Regions from separate parts of the Capra hircus genome. Here region 2 is linked to region 1. A link is a contact called in public Hi-C data. All regions are on one chromosome and are shown on one strand. Each heading gives the region's core, a stretch centred on a gene start, on an enhancer-like site or on the middle of the called end of the contact. The rest is flanking DNA. Distances are from core to core; before and after follow the strand shown.

Evidence for each region. Hi-C and Micro-C count contacts between places; a contact is called where the count stands out from the background.
Region 2: a Hi-C map of blood shows a contact between it and region 1, with 4 times the contacts expected there. The contact joins two enhancer-like sites. A contact is called at or near these places in 3 of 5 Hi-C or Micro-C datasets (blood and liver).

The regions. Positions count from the first base shown.
Region 1 is chr3:70,714,210-70,722,028 of ARS1.2, forward strand. The region is part of intron 3 of BCAR3 (breast cancer anti-estrogen resistance protein 3); the gene reads right to left. Among named protein-coding and RNA genes, the nearest start is that of BCAR3, 140 kb to the right of the region's middle. Within about 2 kb of position 4,807, at least 3 of the 5 cell types and tissues checked have an H3K27ac peak or open chromatin away from gene starts, as enhancers often do.
Region 2 is chr3:70,891,659-70,899,477 of ARS1.2, forward strand. No RefSeq gene overlaps it. Among named protein-coding and RNA genes, the nearest start is that of TRNAR-UCU, 14 kb to the right of the region's middle. Within about 2 kb of position 4,198, at least 3 of the 5 cell types and tissues checked have an H3K27ac peak or open chromatin away from gene starts, as enhancers often do.

The DNA.
Region 1 (7,819 bases), core at 3,557-6,056:
CATTTTCCCACAGGCTGGGGTCTCCCTCTCAGCCTCTAACATGTTCATCTCTTTCTTCTGCCTCACCTAATACCAGCTTCCTTCCTTTCAAGTCACCATTTTCTTCAGCTGTCAAATCACAATTCAAACATAGTTTTTTTCAAGAAAACTTCTTGGTAACAACATGTGAAACTTCAGATCAATGCCAATCCCCCACCTCAAAATCTACATACCGTACTGCAGCACGTTAGAGTTTTTGTCTAAGAATGTCAGACAATGTCTTATATGAAGCTAATGATAATGATTTGCCATTTTACAAACTTTAAACAGAGCTCTTAGTTCTGAAGTTGTTAATGTAATGCTATGGCACACTATTACATTTAGTATTATGCTTAGTCACTCAGTCCTGTCTGACTCTTCGTGACCTCATGGACTCTAGCCCACAAGGCTCCTCTGTCCATAGGATTCTCCAGACAAGAATACTGGAGTGAGTTACCATGCCCTCCTCCAGGGGATCTTTCCAACCCAGGGATCGAACCCAGGTCTCCCACAATGCAGGCGAATTCTTTACCATCTGAGCCACCAGGGAAGCCCATTACATTTAATATTAAACCTCCCAAAATACACAGGGGTATTGCAGCCAAATGCTGTGCTGTTGTGTCATTCAACTACCACTAGGGGGCAGAATTTAACAGCAAACGGTTCTAATACTGAAGAGCCTGACTGCCCATTTAGCAGGCTGAAAAGTTACGGGAACCCCATAGCTGATAACAAGATCCCAGAGGTCAGAAGCATAGAGGTTGTCAGAATTACACTTTTAAACAGTGTATAGTAGTATCAGTAGTAGTGCAAGTTGCTCAGTTGTGTCTGACTCTTTGCAACCCCATGGATATAGCCTGCCAGGCTCCTCTGTCCAAGGAATTTCCCAGGCAAGACTACCAGAGCGGGTTGCCACTTCCTTCTCCAGGGTGTCTTTCTGACCCAGAGATCAAACCGAGGTCTCCTGCATTGCAGGCAGATTATTTATCATCTGAGCAACCAGGGAAGCCCTCTTTACCATACACTTCTGCCTAAATGTGCTAAATGTGTGAGTGTTTATGGTGCAACTGTGACCCCAAAGTTTTTATCCTATACTATGTTGGCAAGAGCAGAGAGGTTAGGCGTGGGAACCTCCTTGCTCTCATGAAATAAAATCACTGAAGAATTCCTGAAAAAAATTTTAGAGATGTGAGTGCCACTTATTCTGGGAAACTGAGAGATCTTTGGAACAACCTCACTGGCTCTCCCTTCAATTTAAATGTCCTTCCTATCTGGTTGTATAGGATCATCAGTCAGACCGTCAGTTGCTAAATGTTTATTAAGAAGACACGAAAGGGTCCTTGCCCTCAGAATGTGAATTCTTGCCCTGAGAACTCACAGTTCTGAGTTCTGAGGAGCTGGTTGTTGTTGTTGACGGAACTATAGAATTTGGCGCAAGTGCTATGCGGATAATGGAGTAGTAACACAGTGACCGGAGAGTTGCTTTTAGCAGGGAGGTCGGGGAGGTCTCTCTGAGGCAGTGGAATCTGAATGGGGGTGCACGAGGCACACAAGAATTAGGGTGACAGCTACAAAGCCAGCATTTCCTTTGCGTTATCGACATGGCAGGCACTGTGTTAACAATTTTGCGAGCATTAATTCATTTAAGCCCTACTTCTCCCATTTATTGTTAAGGAAATTGAGCTCCAGAGAATTTTAGGAACTTGCCCCAGCGTCACACAATCATGAGGAAATGGCTAAGATGGGGCTGTGTATCTGTATTAGTCTCCTAGGGCTGCTGTAACAAGTTACCGTAAACTCGATGGCTTCAAAATAGAAACATATTCTCTGACAGTTCAGGAGGCTAGGAGTCCAAAATCAAGGTGTCCCAGGTCTACACGCTCTCTGAAGGCTCTAAGGTGGGAACCTTTCTTGCCTCTTCCTGCCCTGTGGTGGCTGCTGGCAATCCTCGGTGTTCCTAAGCCTACGCACACATCAACCCCGATCTGTCTCTGTCATTGCTTGGCATGCTCCCTGTGTGTCCAAATTCCCCTCTTCTTGTAAGACACCAGTCATTGGATTGTTGTTTAGTTGTTAAGTTGTGTCTAACTCTTGTGACCCCATGGACTGTAGCCCACCACGCTCCTCTAGCCATGGGATTTCCCAGGCAAGAATACTACCACAGGTTGCCATTCCCTTCTCCAGGGATTTTCCTGACCCAGCGATTGAACCTGCAACTCCTGCTTGGCAGGAGGATTCTTCACCACTGAGCTACCTGGGAAGCAACCCAGCACAACCGCACCTTAATTTGATCACCTCTGCAATGATCTTCTTTCCAAATGCAGTTACTTTCACAGGTACTGGTGTTAGGACAGATGTCTTAGGACTTCAACACATCTTGTGGGGGTACACAGTTCAACCCATGACAGCAATCTAGCACCCTCTTCAAGCCACTCAGCTCTTCTACCACAAAAGAACCTTCCAACCTAAGGAAAGGCAAAGACCCAGGGCAGCAGGAAAAGCCAGCATGGAAAAGTTTGTGAGTAAGGTGGATGGCAGGAGATGAGCTTAGAGACAGACAGGCCACAAGGGGAGGGCCGTGAAGCCCAGTTATACAGCTGGTTCTGGTCAGAGGCCATGGCTTCAATCCTTGCTTACATGTGAGTTATCTCTTCACCGCCTCTCTGTCTGATTGGGATCTAAGAAGAGTCCTCTTTCTTCAGCCAAAGATGAAGGCTGTAGCCCAGAACAAGCATGTGAGCCTGCCATATCCCACTTACAGGCCAGACCAGGCTCCCTCGAGCACCTCCAGAGGGCAGCCCCGGCTTCGACCTTGATTCAAACCATCAAGTTCAGGGGTGTAGGGAGAATTCGCTTCTGACCTGGGACACTGACAAAATACATCTCAGGCTGTCCTGGCAACGTCTGGCCTGAGGAGTTATCCACACAAACGCCAGGTAGGAGCAGTCAGGACTCTAGCTGTTTCCACACACCTGCTCACCCAGCAGAGCCGAAGATGCTAACGTGACTAGAGAGACACTGCTACTCAGAGCAGACAGGTCTACCCGACGAGATGTCGAAATATGTCCAGGCCGCGCAGTGTTGCAACAGCATCATCTCTGAGATTATGCAAGCACACACAATTTGCACAAGGACTCACTGCAGTCATTAGGCAAGGTCAAGGTGATGTTGATGACCCAAGACTGCATCATGGAAGTGTTGGCGTGAAAAGATGAGATTTTTGTTGAAAGCCTGCTACACTGTTCAGAAGGGAAACAAGGGTAGTGTATGTGTACACAGCCTAGAGGAGGGGTCTGGTCTGCAAACCTTTTCTGTCAAGGTCCAGACAGTGAACAGTTCAGCTTTGCTACCTATTCTGTCACGACTACTCAACTCCACCCTCACTGTGAGAAAGTGGTGATGCACCAATGAATGGATGTGGCTGTGTTTCAGTAAAATTTATGCATACTGAAATTTGAATTTCACAACTTTTACATTCTTCTTTAAAAAAACAAACAAACATGCAGAAACATAAAATCTATTTTAGCTTGTGGACTACAGCAATAGACAGCAGGCTAGATTTGGTCCCAGGCTGTAGTTTGCCGACTGTCCCCCCACCCCCCTTGCACACCCCCGCTGCCCCAGCCCCCAGGCTAATGCTATCCCAGATGCTTAACTTAACATCATTGTAGTAACATGGTCTTTAATTGAAAATCTCCCTTCCGCCCCTAAAATCCTTACTGACTTCGGGCAAGATGCCAAGCACTGTGTGAACTCTGGATTTCCCCCCCCCCCCCCCCCGGCTGCTTCTCCATCACCACCCCCATTTAAGTCCTGCCGGAACTGTCAACTCACCTCATACAATGACTCTTAACTCTATCTCTAGAAGGCCTCCAGCACCTGCCCTGACTTTCCATTCCCGCTGTCACCATCCCAGGTTAAGCTGGCCATGGTATACATATATCCTCTCCATTCAGGTCAGGCTCTTGATGACACTTCCCTCCTACCCAGCCTGACTTGACCGGACAATTACTAACATACAGAATCTGTCCCAAACTATCTGCTGAATGAACCAAAGCAGTAAAAATACCCACAAGCTCAGCACTCTCTCCATCTGGTCAGCAGTTCGACATGGCCCATCTCAAAACCAAAAATCTCCCATAGTGAGATGGCAGCACTTAAGGCTACAGTTTGCTTTTTTAAAGTCAGGCTTGGTGAGGTATAATTTGCAAATACTAAAATCACCCCTTTCCGTACAGTTCTATGAGATCTGAAACAACCCCAATCAAAGTATTTCTATCATTCCCCCAAAGTTGCCCTATTCCCTCCTGCACCCCTTCAACCACTGATCTGCCAGGTTTTATCTGCATCCCACGGTCCATTCCTTCTTAATGCTGAAAAGGATGTCACCGTGTGGGTCTGCAGTTTATCCACTCAGCAGTCAAAAGACACTGGTGCTCTTTCCAGTTTTTGTCAATTAGAAATAATGCCACTATAGACACTAACAAACAGATTTCTAAATAGACGTATGTTTTCATGATGAAGTTTCACTTTTTATAAATGGCCACATTTTCGCAGACCTGCAGGATAGGATTCCATGAAATGAAAGAATATCCTCCATGCCTATTCTTCTCACCCTGCCTCAGCAATCTTTTAAAACTGTAGTAACATTAAGCTTCCGAGGAATCTTTGTAGAAAAGGTTTTTGGGGTGGAGTGGGAGGAGCTGGATGGGAGCTGTCTTTCCTTGCTCCCAAGATGAGTCCCAGGGCTGTTTCCCATTCACTGCTGGCAGTGTTTGATCTTCTGGTCCACAGGGCGGCACTGGCTCTCTGGATGTGCACACTCAGGCAAAAACCTGCAGAGCCAGCCAACTGGGCCATTATTTGGTTCGTATAACTTGTTAAAATCTCACAGAATGTACAGCGTGCCATTGTTTTTGTAAGTCCCTTTCATGACTTTGTGAGCTGGCTAATTCAGAGCAGACTGGACTGATTTCCCTTGCTGGAAGAAAAGACTTTCCTCAAAGACAGCTATTTAACCGTGACCATGGCTGCAACCATCTTGAGCACAAAGCGGGCTTAGGGGCTGCAGCCTTACCGCCCCTGCCCCCACCGAGGCCCCCACAGCCCGGGGCACTTATTCTTGGCACTGGAATTCACATAATTACTCCTCTTTTAATCTGCAGGGTGACCTAATGTAGCCCTGGCCAGCCGACTGCAGGAAATGGTCTTGTGAGATCTGAGCCTTGGGCAGACCGTCAAGTCTGCAAGCCCCTTTTAGAAAGAGCATTTGGGAGCATTAACCCCATAAAGGACGGGGCTCCAAGTGGCTCTAGGCTCCTAAGTAGCCAGTGCACACCCAGAGGAAGAAGTCCAAGGGCTCTGGTCTCCTCTCCAGGGTAAAGCTCCAGTCCCGTCCCTTCATCTAACCTGCAAAGCAAGCTCAGAAACTGCAGATGTCTTAGAAAAGCTCACAAGTGGCTCCAGCAAGAATCCACAAGGGCTGACAACAAAAGAAAAGGCCATTCATTCACTAGGGAGCTCGTGGGAACAAAAGGCTACACTCTGTCCTGACACTTGCTAACAGCGGAGTCAGGAGAGCTGTTTCGTCTGCAGGCACTGTGCTATTTACAACCTGGCCTTGCCTATATAACCTTGGTTAATCTGAGAAAACAGTCTCCCCAATGCCTTCCCTACTATGCTATTATTATATTTATTTTCCAATTTGTCTTTCTTAAGAACAATTTACTTTAAAACAAAAAAAATCTATAATAAACATTTCTTCTAAAAGGAAAATCACAAATCCATAATGAACATTTCTTCTTAAAAAAAAAAAATCACCCAGCTCTGCTGTAGCTTATCAGTTCCTTTCCTAAAAATATATACTTTTAAGTCTCTCTCAGAAAAGAGACTCTATTAATATAACTGTAAGGCTATGTGTGAAGAAGCTAGAAAGAATTAGAATCTTCAGTCTAAAAGGAAGATAACTTAGTGTATGTGAGTGTGTGTCGGGGGTGGGCAACTCCTGAAGGTTAAAGAAGTAGCCCCAGGAAAATATGAAAAGAATGACAAAGAGCGAAAATGGAAGCAGGTTTCACAGGTTCAAGAAGGGGTTACAGAAGTGAAAGTGTATGGAATATAAGAGCAAACGCAGGAGTGTCGGGGAAATCTCTGATCTTTTGCGGTAATATGATGGGTGGACCATTATTATCTGTCACACCCTTGGTCTTAGTGTTGGGGTAATCTCTGATCTTTTGCGGTAATATGATGGGTGGACCATTATTATCTGTCACACCCTTGGTCTTAATGTCGGAGACACAACATAAAATGCCACCCTTGTTCCAATCGATGTGGCAGTTCTGTGATCAAGAGTGACAGATTAAGAAGGCCTTACCAAAACCCTTCCCCCTCCAGCTTGCCATAGGCGTTACTGTTGTTTATTCGCCAGTCGCGTCTGACTCCTTGCGACCCCATGGACTCTAGGCCTCCCCTTCCCTCACCATCTCCTGGAGTTTGCCCAAGTTCATGTTCATTGCATCGGTGCCAGCCATCTCAGCCTCTGACACCCTCTTCTCCTTCTGCCCTCAATCTTTCTCAGCATCAGGGACCTTTCCAATGAGTCGTCTGTTCGCATCAGATGACCAAAATACTGGAGCTTCAGCTTCAGCATCAGCTCAGGGTTGATCTCCCTTAAGATGACTGGTTTGATCTTGCTGTCCAAGGGACGTTCAGGTCTTCTCCAGCACCACAGTTGGAAGGCATCAATTCTTTGGCATTCTGCCTTCTTTATGGTCTAGCTCTCACACCATACATGACCATGGAGAAGACTATAGCCTTGACTATATGGACCTTTGTCGGCAGAATAATGTCTCTGTTTTTCAACATACTGTCTAGGTTCCTGCCAAGAAGCAACTGTCCTCTGATTTCATGGCTGCAGTCACAGTCCACAGTGATTTTGGAGCCCAAGAAGAGGCAGTCTGTCACTATTTCCACCTTTCCCCTTCTATGTGCTGTGCAGTAATGGGGCCGGATTCCATTATCTTACTTTTATTAATATTTAGTCTTAAACCAGCTCTTTCACACTCCTCCTTCACTCTCACCAAGAGGCTCTTTAGTTCCTCATAGTTTTCTGCCATTAGAGGGCTATCATCTGCATCAATTCAGTTTGCTTCAGTCGCTCAGTTGTGTCTGACTTTTTGCGACCCCATGGACTGCAGCAAACCAGGCTTCCCTGTCCATCACCAACTCCTGGAGCTTGCTCCAACTTATGTCCATTGAGTCGGTGATGCCATCCAACCATGTTATCCTCTGTCATCCTATTCTCCTCCTGCCTTCAATCTTTCCCAGCATCAGGGTCTTTTCAGATTAGTCAGTTCTTCGCATCAGGTGGCCAAAGTATTGGAGTTTCAGCTTCAGCAACAGTCCTTCCAATGAATATTCAGGATTGATTTCCTTTAGGATGGACTGGTTGGATCTCCTTGCTGTCCAGGACTCTCAAGAGTCTTCTCCAACACAACAGTTCAAAAGCATCAGTTCTTTAGCACTCAGCTTTCTTTACGGTCCAACTCTCACATCCATAGATGACTATCAGAAAAACCATAGCTTTGACTAGATGAACTTTTGTTGGTAAAGTAACGTCTCTGCCTTTTAATATGTTGTCTAGGTGGGTCATAGCATTTCTTCCAAGGAGCAAGCGTCTTTTGATTTCATGGCTGCAGTCACCATCTGCAGTGATTTTGGAGCCCAAGTAAATAGTCTGTTACTGTTTCCACTGTTTCCCCATCTATCTGCCATGAAGTGAATGGACTAGACACCATGATCT
Region 2 (7,819 bases), core at 2,948-5,447, 180 kb after region 1:
CTCACATCCCCAGCCCTCTCGCTCTGCCAGGGCCCGTGAAGACTTATTCCCTCCATGAAGCTTCTCCATCCACCCAGGCCTCAGAGACGCCCACTTCCTTTAGGGTGAAGAACTTGCTCTTTGGGCTGCTGATCTGTCTGTTAACCACATGCTACTTTACCATACTCTTGATATTACCGACTTCACTATCAACTTTTCGTGTGCTACTGCTTTGTCTCCGCGATTAAGATTATAAGCTCCTTGAGTGCCAAGTGTCTCCTTTAAACTTTGTGATATTTCTCTTAACCCCTCGTGTGGCACTTTGCACACTAAAGGGGTTCGGCAGATATCTGTTGGTTTCTATATGATTATATTCATACCTGGTTAATACCAGCACTCTTAGCACAAATGTCAAAGAGCTAAGCTAATCTTCAGTGCTTACCACCTCCCACTCAGGGCTTTCTTCTTCCTACCTACGAGCTGAATACTTTGGTCCACCCTTTCCACACAATATCCCCAACTCAGGCCTAGTCACGCTATACTCGGGCTAGTAGTCTGTTGTTGTAGTTATGTGTCTCCAGAGCCAAGTTTCCTGGATTTATATCCATTTCTGCTACTTTCTAGCTGTAATCTGAGCAAGCTACTTAACCACTTGGGGCCCCAGTTTCCTCATCTATAAAATGGGGATAATAGTACTGTCATTCATCAACTATTTATTGAGGGCCTACTGTATGCTAAGCATTGTTCTAGGTGCTGAGCATGAAACAAATTCTAACCATCAGGAAGCTAACATTCTAGTGAAGAGACACAGACAAGTAATCGAAATAAACATAGTGTGTCAGAAAGTGATATGGGCTGTGGAAGGGAGTAAAATGGCATGGTGACACTGGAAAACAGACCCGCAGGACACTGTAATGATGAAATGAACAGATGAATGGAAAGACTTAGCATGTGGTGCACAGTAAGCACTGAACAATTGTTGTTGTTCAGCTGCTAAGTCTTGTCTGACTCCTTGTGACCCCATGAAATGCAGCACACCAGGCTTCCTTGTTCTTTACTATCTCCCAGAGTTTTGCTCAGACTCATGTCCAGTGAGTTGACTCTTAGCATCAGGTGGCCAAAGTATCGGAGCTTCAGCTTCAGCATCAGTCCTTCCAATGAATATTCAGGGTTGATTTCCTTTAGGATGGACTGGTTGGATCTCCTTATTGTCCAAGGGACTCTCAAGAGTCTCCTCCAGCACCACAGTTCAAGAGCATCCATTCTTCACTGCCCGGACTTCTTTAAGGTCCAACTCTCACATCTGTACATGACTACTGGAAAAACCATAGCTTTCAGCTGCAATGTAAAGTAGACTTCAAGAGGCAGAGATTCTGGCTTGTTTGCTGTTTTTAGTAGATGGTGAACATGTGTTTGTTGAATGAACAAATGAACCCTGGGCCTCACCCCAGGCATCTCCCAGGCAGCCTGGCCAACTCTGCCCCTTCCCTCCTTCCTACAGACACCTGGCCTGCACTCCTGTTTCCCGCCCTGCTGGATGTTTAGGACATCCAAAGAACAAAACAGTAGGGACAGAAACAACTTCCTTCCACCTTTGCCCTCAGAACTAGTGCTGCTCCGTAAAGTGACATGTGGCAGCTGTGCTCGAAGGTTGGGGTCAGCAGCAGGGCTCTCCATGGCTGGCTGCAGGCAGGGCCTGACTGCCTCAACAAAGGGGCCCATCCTTTCCTCTGATCCATCAGATCCATCCCAGAGGGCTGGGCTGGGCTGGCTTCTCAGATGATGACTCTGGGTGTACAGACACACTGACCTTGCAGCTTCCCCTCCCGTCGGGCTCCCTCGCTCTGGCCCAGGCACTTAGAGGCACCATGCCCCTCCTCTTTGTGTTCCTGCATCAGCCTGGCGGGCTCCTCCTCCTTTCTTTGTGGCCCTCTCCCCCTCTGGCTCCCTTTGCTGGCTTTATTCCTCCCAGGCTTCCTGTCACACTAAGCTCTTTGTCCTCTCTCCCCATTCCTCAGATGACATTCTTTCGTGCCCTCTGTAAGTCCAGAGCTGCCTGGCAGGGCCTCTCCTCCTCCTCATTCCTTCTGTCTCATCAAAAAAGGCACTTAATCTGATTGAAAGTTTCCTTCTGGGCACTGGGTTCTGCCTGCCCCGGTGGCCTGAGGGGCAGCCTTCTCCCCAGGAGGGCTCTGCTGTCCTGAGGAAGGGTCTATGAGAGAGAGCTTTGTCAGGCTTGGCTGCGAGTGGCATGCCTGGCTTTTGTTCCAGGCCATCCCCTTCCTCAGCTCTCAGGCCATCCATCAAAGCTCAGAAGCACAGACCGAGAATCCTCAGCAGGTCAGTCAGCTCTGGGGTGAATTCCCTGGGTGACATTAAGTGGACGACATTCTCTCAACACCCAGGGTCAAGTTAGGGAGCCAGTACACAGGAAACCCCACTCAGTAACACCAGAGAAAATCACTGAGTGCCACACCTATGTCCCCAAGTCAACCTCAGAGCCAGTCTCATTTCAGGGCTGTAGCTGGTGGCTGCCCTGGGCATACATCAACTTGCAGAGCACCCGCCCTGCGCAGCCCAGCCTTCAGAACTCAGCCTGCCCCACCCTGCTTTGCTCTAAGGAGCTAAGCAGCAGCCTTCATTGGCAGGTTTAAGCTCCCCCTTGGTAGAGAAAAGCAACCAAGGCATTTAAAAGTTAAGTTCTCTTCAGGGAGAGAACCAGAGGTCACGCTGGTAGGAGACAGCAAGGAAAGGAAACAAGGGCATATCCCCTGCCCTTCTCCATGCTCTGCCTGTTTCTTCCAGCAGGGATTCAAGCTGCCCCTTCTCTCTCTCTCCTGAGCTCAGCTTCCCTCCATGTCCAGGGCCAGTGCTTTGGAGCTCATCCTGCTGACTCTTTGCCCCATTTCTGCACTGGCAGCTCCGCTCACCTGACCCCTAAATCTGTGCCTGCTTGGGGACCCGGCCGAGATGCTGTTCCTGCTCTTGTCTGCCTGCCTGCCAGCTCCCCTCTGCTTCCCCTACCACGGCTCCAGCCCAGTGGAACTCTGTCTGGTTTCTGGCTGGATTCATTTTTCAAAGGTTTCAGAGAGAATGAGAGGAACATTCTCTCTCCAACTTTTAACACATAGAAGGAGCTTGGTAAATATGAGTTGAAGTTGGTAAAGAATGGAAGGATGGAAGGGAGGGAGAGAGGGATGGAGGAAGAGGAGAAAGGAGACAATGGAGAATCCTGCGCACTGGACCACTCTACCTTCTTAAGGACTCCAGATCCAGAGCTTCTGAAAGCTCTTAAACAAAGTATCAGGGTAGGCGGAGGGCAGGAGGGGAGAGGCAGAGCGGAAGGGAGGCACTGGCCTGTGCTCCTGGGAGAACACAGACCCAGGGCTGGGGGCCCATAGCTTCCCCATGTCTGCGGCCCTGATCACTGGCCGAGTGTCTCCCCAGGCCCAGGGAATGTCAGAGCCCCGCCCCACGTCTTCACCCCTGCAGTTTCTCCTACCTGGGCTGCTCTTTCCTTTCCTCTTCACCTTTCTCATTCCTCTTCCTTCCTGTGAAGACTTCCCACCCATCCCTCCCCCATGCCCGCAGCCAGGGACTCTTTCCACTCTGCCAGCCTTCCTGGAGCAGTGCCTGATGGAGGGTGTTTGTCTGTATCTCTCTCCCTTTCATGGTTTCCTTCATGCAGTATTCATTCAAGTGAAATTTATGTTTTTTTACTTAGTAAAAAAAATGTATTTATTTGGATACGCTGGGTCTTAATTGCGGCACATGGGATCTTTAGTTGTGGCCTGCAGGAGCCAGTTCCCTGACCAGGGATCAAGCCCCAGCCCCCCTGCATGAGAAGCGTGGTGTCCCAGCCACTGGACCACAAGAGAAGGCCCCGTGTGTCATTTACGGAGGGCCTACTGTCTGCCAGCAGTGATTGAGAGAGACCCGGCTCCTCAGTGCCACCAGGGAGGTCGCAGGGCAGCGAGGGAGAAGACTTCAGGAATACAAGATGGTGAATGCTTTGGAAAGGAAAGTCAGGGTGCTCTAAGTGAATATGAGAGAGGGTGTACTTTAGCCTGGGGTTAGGAGCAGCACAGTCAGGGAAGGTCTCCCAAAAGATGGAACATTTAAACTGAGAAACCTGAATAATGAGGAAGGAAGGCATGGCCAGGGAGAGAGGTGTGTGTGTGTATAGTAGGGGCAGTGTCCTATTTCAGGCTGAGCTTGCGCAAATGCAAAATCTGCACAGGGAAAGAGACAGTGATTCCGGCGAGAGGATCCCAAGCACAGCTTGTAGCTGGTGGAGGGAGACAGGCTGCACGGTCGGGTGGGACGAGACGCTGGGGCACCAGCAAGGCCAGGTTCAGTGCCATTCCAGAAAGGGGGGCCTGTGACTTATTTGTTTTTGTATTTCTGGGGCCCCTGGGAATCACAGGTGCTCAAGAAGTGTTTATTGAACAAATAAAGACTGAAAACACTTTAACTAGAGAAACAGAATTTACCAGGACATGGGGATCTGACCAACGAAACAAAACCACCCCAGAGGCCACCACTAGGGCCATTTCAACCTTCAGCTGGCAGCCGGGAAGCGCTGCAGCCATCCGCCTGGCACAAGGACAGGTTTGTAGTAAGCACATTTGGCCTGATTTGAGCTGGTGAAACTTAGCAAAACAAGAGTGCCGTTCATCCAAAGCAGGTCTATCCGGAGCCCGTGGGAGGGACCGGTGACATCTTCCAGGCTGGGACTTCACACGGTGGGGGAGCCTGGCAGACACAGACCCTGCCAGGGGCTGAGGATAGCCTTTCAGGGACAGGCACTCTCCGCTTCTCCCCACAGTTCTGGAGGGACACAGGACTCTGGAGAGCCTGCACATTCAGAGGGAGGGGGACTTCAGTGATCATCTGGTCAGTTCCTAGTTTTATAGACACTGACACCAGACAAATTGGGTGTCTCACCCTAAGTCAGTGGCAGGAGGAAGCTAGATCTCAGGGCTCCTGATTCTACTTCCAATCCTCTTGTAAGAACACCTAAGGGAAGAAAGGAGGACGAGAGAGAAAGAAAGTAGAAGAGGAGTGGGGAGGAAACTCGATTAGTGCTGTCTCATGGGAACTGAAGCAAAAAATGGATCTCCACAGTGAAGGGCAACTCAAAGTTCTGTGCCTTGTAACATACTCATAAACCTGAGTTCAGGTGCCACGCTGAAAGGCAGAGTGAGAACCCAGTGTTTGCCTTTCTCAGCTGAAGGCTCAGCCTTTGGGAGGAAAGTTCCTACCCTAGCGATCTAAGATGCTACTGGGACCACAAAGCCTTCTCCTTGCAGCTAACCAGTAGCTGGGAGCTGGGATTTGGAATGAAGCAGCCCAAAGTCTGGCTGAGCCCTTGTGCTTTCATAATCTCCCCATACCTTTTCTCGTTTCCTTTCTCGCAATAAAACTCCTGGGTTTTAGCTGGCACGTGGTTGGCTGGAAGAAAGATAACATTCCCCAGCTCCTGGTGGCTAAGAGTTGCCTCTGTGACTAGGTTCTGATCAGTGGCAGAGAGATCAGGTGCAGCCTCAAGAAGTCAATTACAAGCAGTGGTTCTCTAGCTGAATAGATTTTGCTTCCCCGGGGACACTGAGCAATGTCAGGGGACATTTTTTCTGTCACTCTTGGGAAGAAGGAAGTGACACTGGCATCTGGTGGTAGATGCCAGGGATGCTGCTAAACAGGAGAGGCCCTGTGACAATGTGACCCCAAACGCCAATAGCACCAAGACTGGGAAACCCTGCCTTAAGGGAGACAGTGAGCTCATTTTGCTTCTCTCTCCAAACTACTGACTGGAGTGTGGATGTAAAGGCTGGAATCTAAGCTGCCATCTTTGTCCATGAGGTGGAAGCTACATGTTGAGGATGGTGAAGTAACAAGACTGAAGAAATCTGGATCCTTGATCACCCCGAAATTGCTGTACCAGCTAAGGATGCCTCACTTCCACACTTTGTTACTTAATACAGAATGAAGTTTTAACTCCGTTGTTTTAGGCGTTCCATGACTTTCAGCTGAACTTCGCTGATAAACATTCCTTCCCCCTGCTCCGTCTCCCCTCAGCTTCAGTGCCCCTCTGCACACTCAACCCTCGCCCCTGGTCTCCTCCTGCCTCGTCCTCCTTCGTTGCGCCCAGCTTTCACCTCCAGATTGACTCCAGAGCTATATTCACCCATCCTCTACCTCGCTCTACTTTGACTTCGGATCCTGGCTCTAAGATCTATCTTTTTGCAGCTCGGAGTCGATCAAGTCCTGCTCCTTGCAGATTCCCAGTCAATCCAGCCAGTGCTATGAGCAAGCGCATATCATTTGGGTTCTAGACATTCCTCTGTAACCTAGTTTGCAACACGGTACCACGTTCTTCCAGACTGGGTGCTGTCTCTAATGGCCAGTACAGTGTGGGTGCTGTCAGCAGAGCGGAGGCCTGGCCAATGGGAATGGTCCCCTCCCGCGAGGCACTACCCTTTGGTATAGTGGTCATATACCCATAGTCATATTACACCTGAAGAATTCATCCATCTATTCATCTATCCATCCATACATCAGTTCATTCGACAGTTGCGTGAGTTGTGTTTAAGGCTGTAGCACAGAATCTGCTATGATGATACCCTGGAGAGCTTTCTATGTATCATTATTGTTTACCACAGGCTGGAAAATGCCAACTCACCGGCCACCAAGGAGGGTCAGCCAGAGAAGCAGACGGAAAGGACTGGCCCCTCTCTATTTCTTGATGCTTCCCCATTGCTAGTGTTGAAGAACTTGGTATTAACTAGCCCTTTCCTTTCAAATGGGAATTTGTTTGTATAATGGTGGGGTCACATTTATACAACCATATTGTCAGTGATCCAAAAGTTAACCCTTTGTATTCAAGGGCAGATATTCTGGGACAAGGAGGGAAATTTCAGCCAGTGCATTTGATAGTGCTTGAGTCTGACATCTTGCAGATATAGCAAAAAGCATAGAGTGGATTCGTTCAAGGGGAAAGTGGACAAGGACCAGAGAATAGTCAAACAAGGAGCATCTCAGTCAATCTCCGTGTTCGTCAGGTGAACTGGGATAAATTCTGAGTCTGGTACCAAATTTCTGAGTCATAACTGTCTGGATCCTTGATCAGATGTGAGGCCTGATGTCAGGAGAGAAGCTTCCGACTTAGTCAGAGTAATTTGGAGTAAGAACATAACTGAATCACCTCAAGAATCTTCCTTCTTGGAATATTTGGTGATTGAAATGGAGGAGGGAAATTGGCTGCCATATTAAGAGCAGGAAGCAACTAATATTAGAGATGGGGTGTGGGGCTTCCCTGGCGGCTCACACTGTACTGGAGTTGATCCATGTGGCCCAGAGAATGCAGAAGTGACGACGTGGGACTTCTGTGGATAGGTCATAAAGGCATGCGGCGTCCACCTCTCTCTTAGATCATTCAGTCTGGGGGAGGCAGCCCTGTTGAGAGGGCTGAGGCGAGGAACTAAGCGCTCCTGCCAACAGGCCTGTGAGTGAGTGGAGTCATCTTGGGAGCAGACCCTCCCGCCCCAGTCAAACATTCAGGTACTCACAGCCCCAAACTACCTCGAGAGAAACCCTCAGTGTAAACCACTCAGCTAAGTGGCTCCCTGACCCACAGAAACTGAGATAATTTTATTGTTTTGAGTTGCTAAGGTCTGAGATAAGTGGTTAATGCAGCCCTAGGTAACTGCCAAGCTTCCCTGGTGGCTCAGGGGTAAAGAATTTGCCTGCCAATGCAGGAGACTTGGGTTCAATCCCTGAGTCACAAAGATGCCCCTAGAGGAGGAAATGGCAGGCCACTTCATTATTCCTGCCTGGGGAA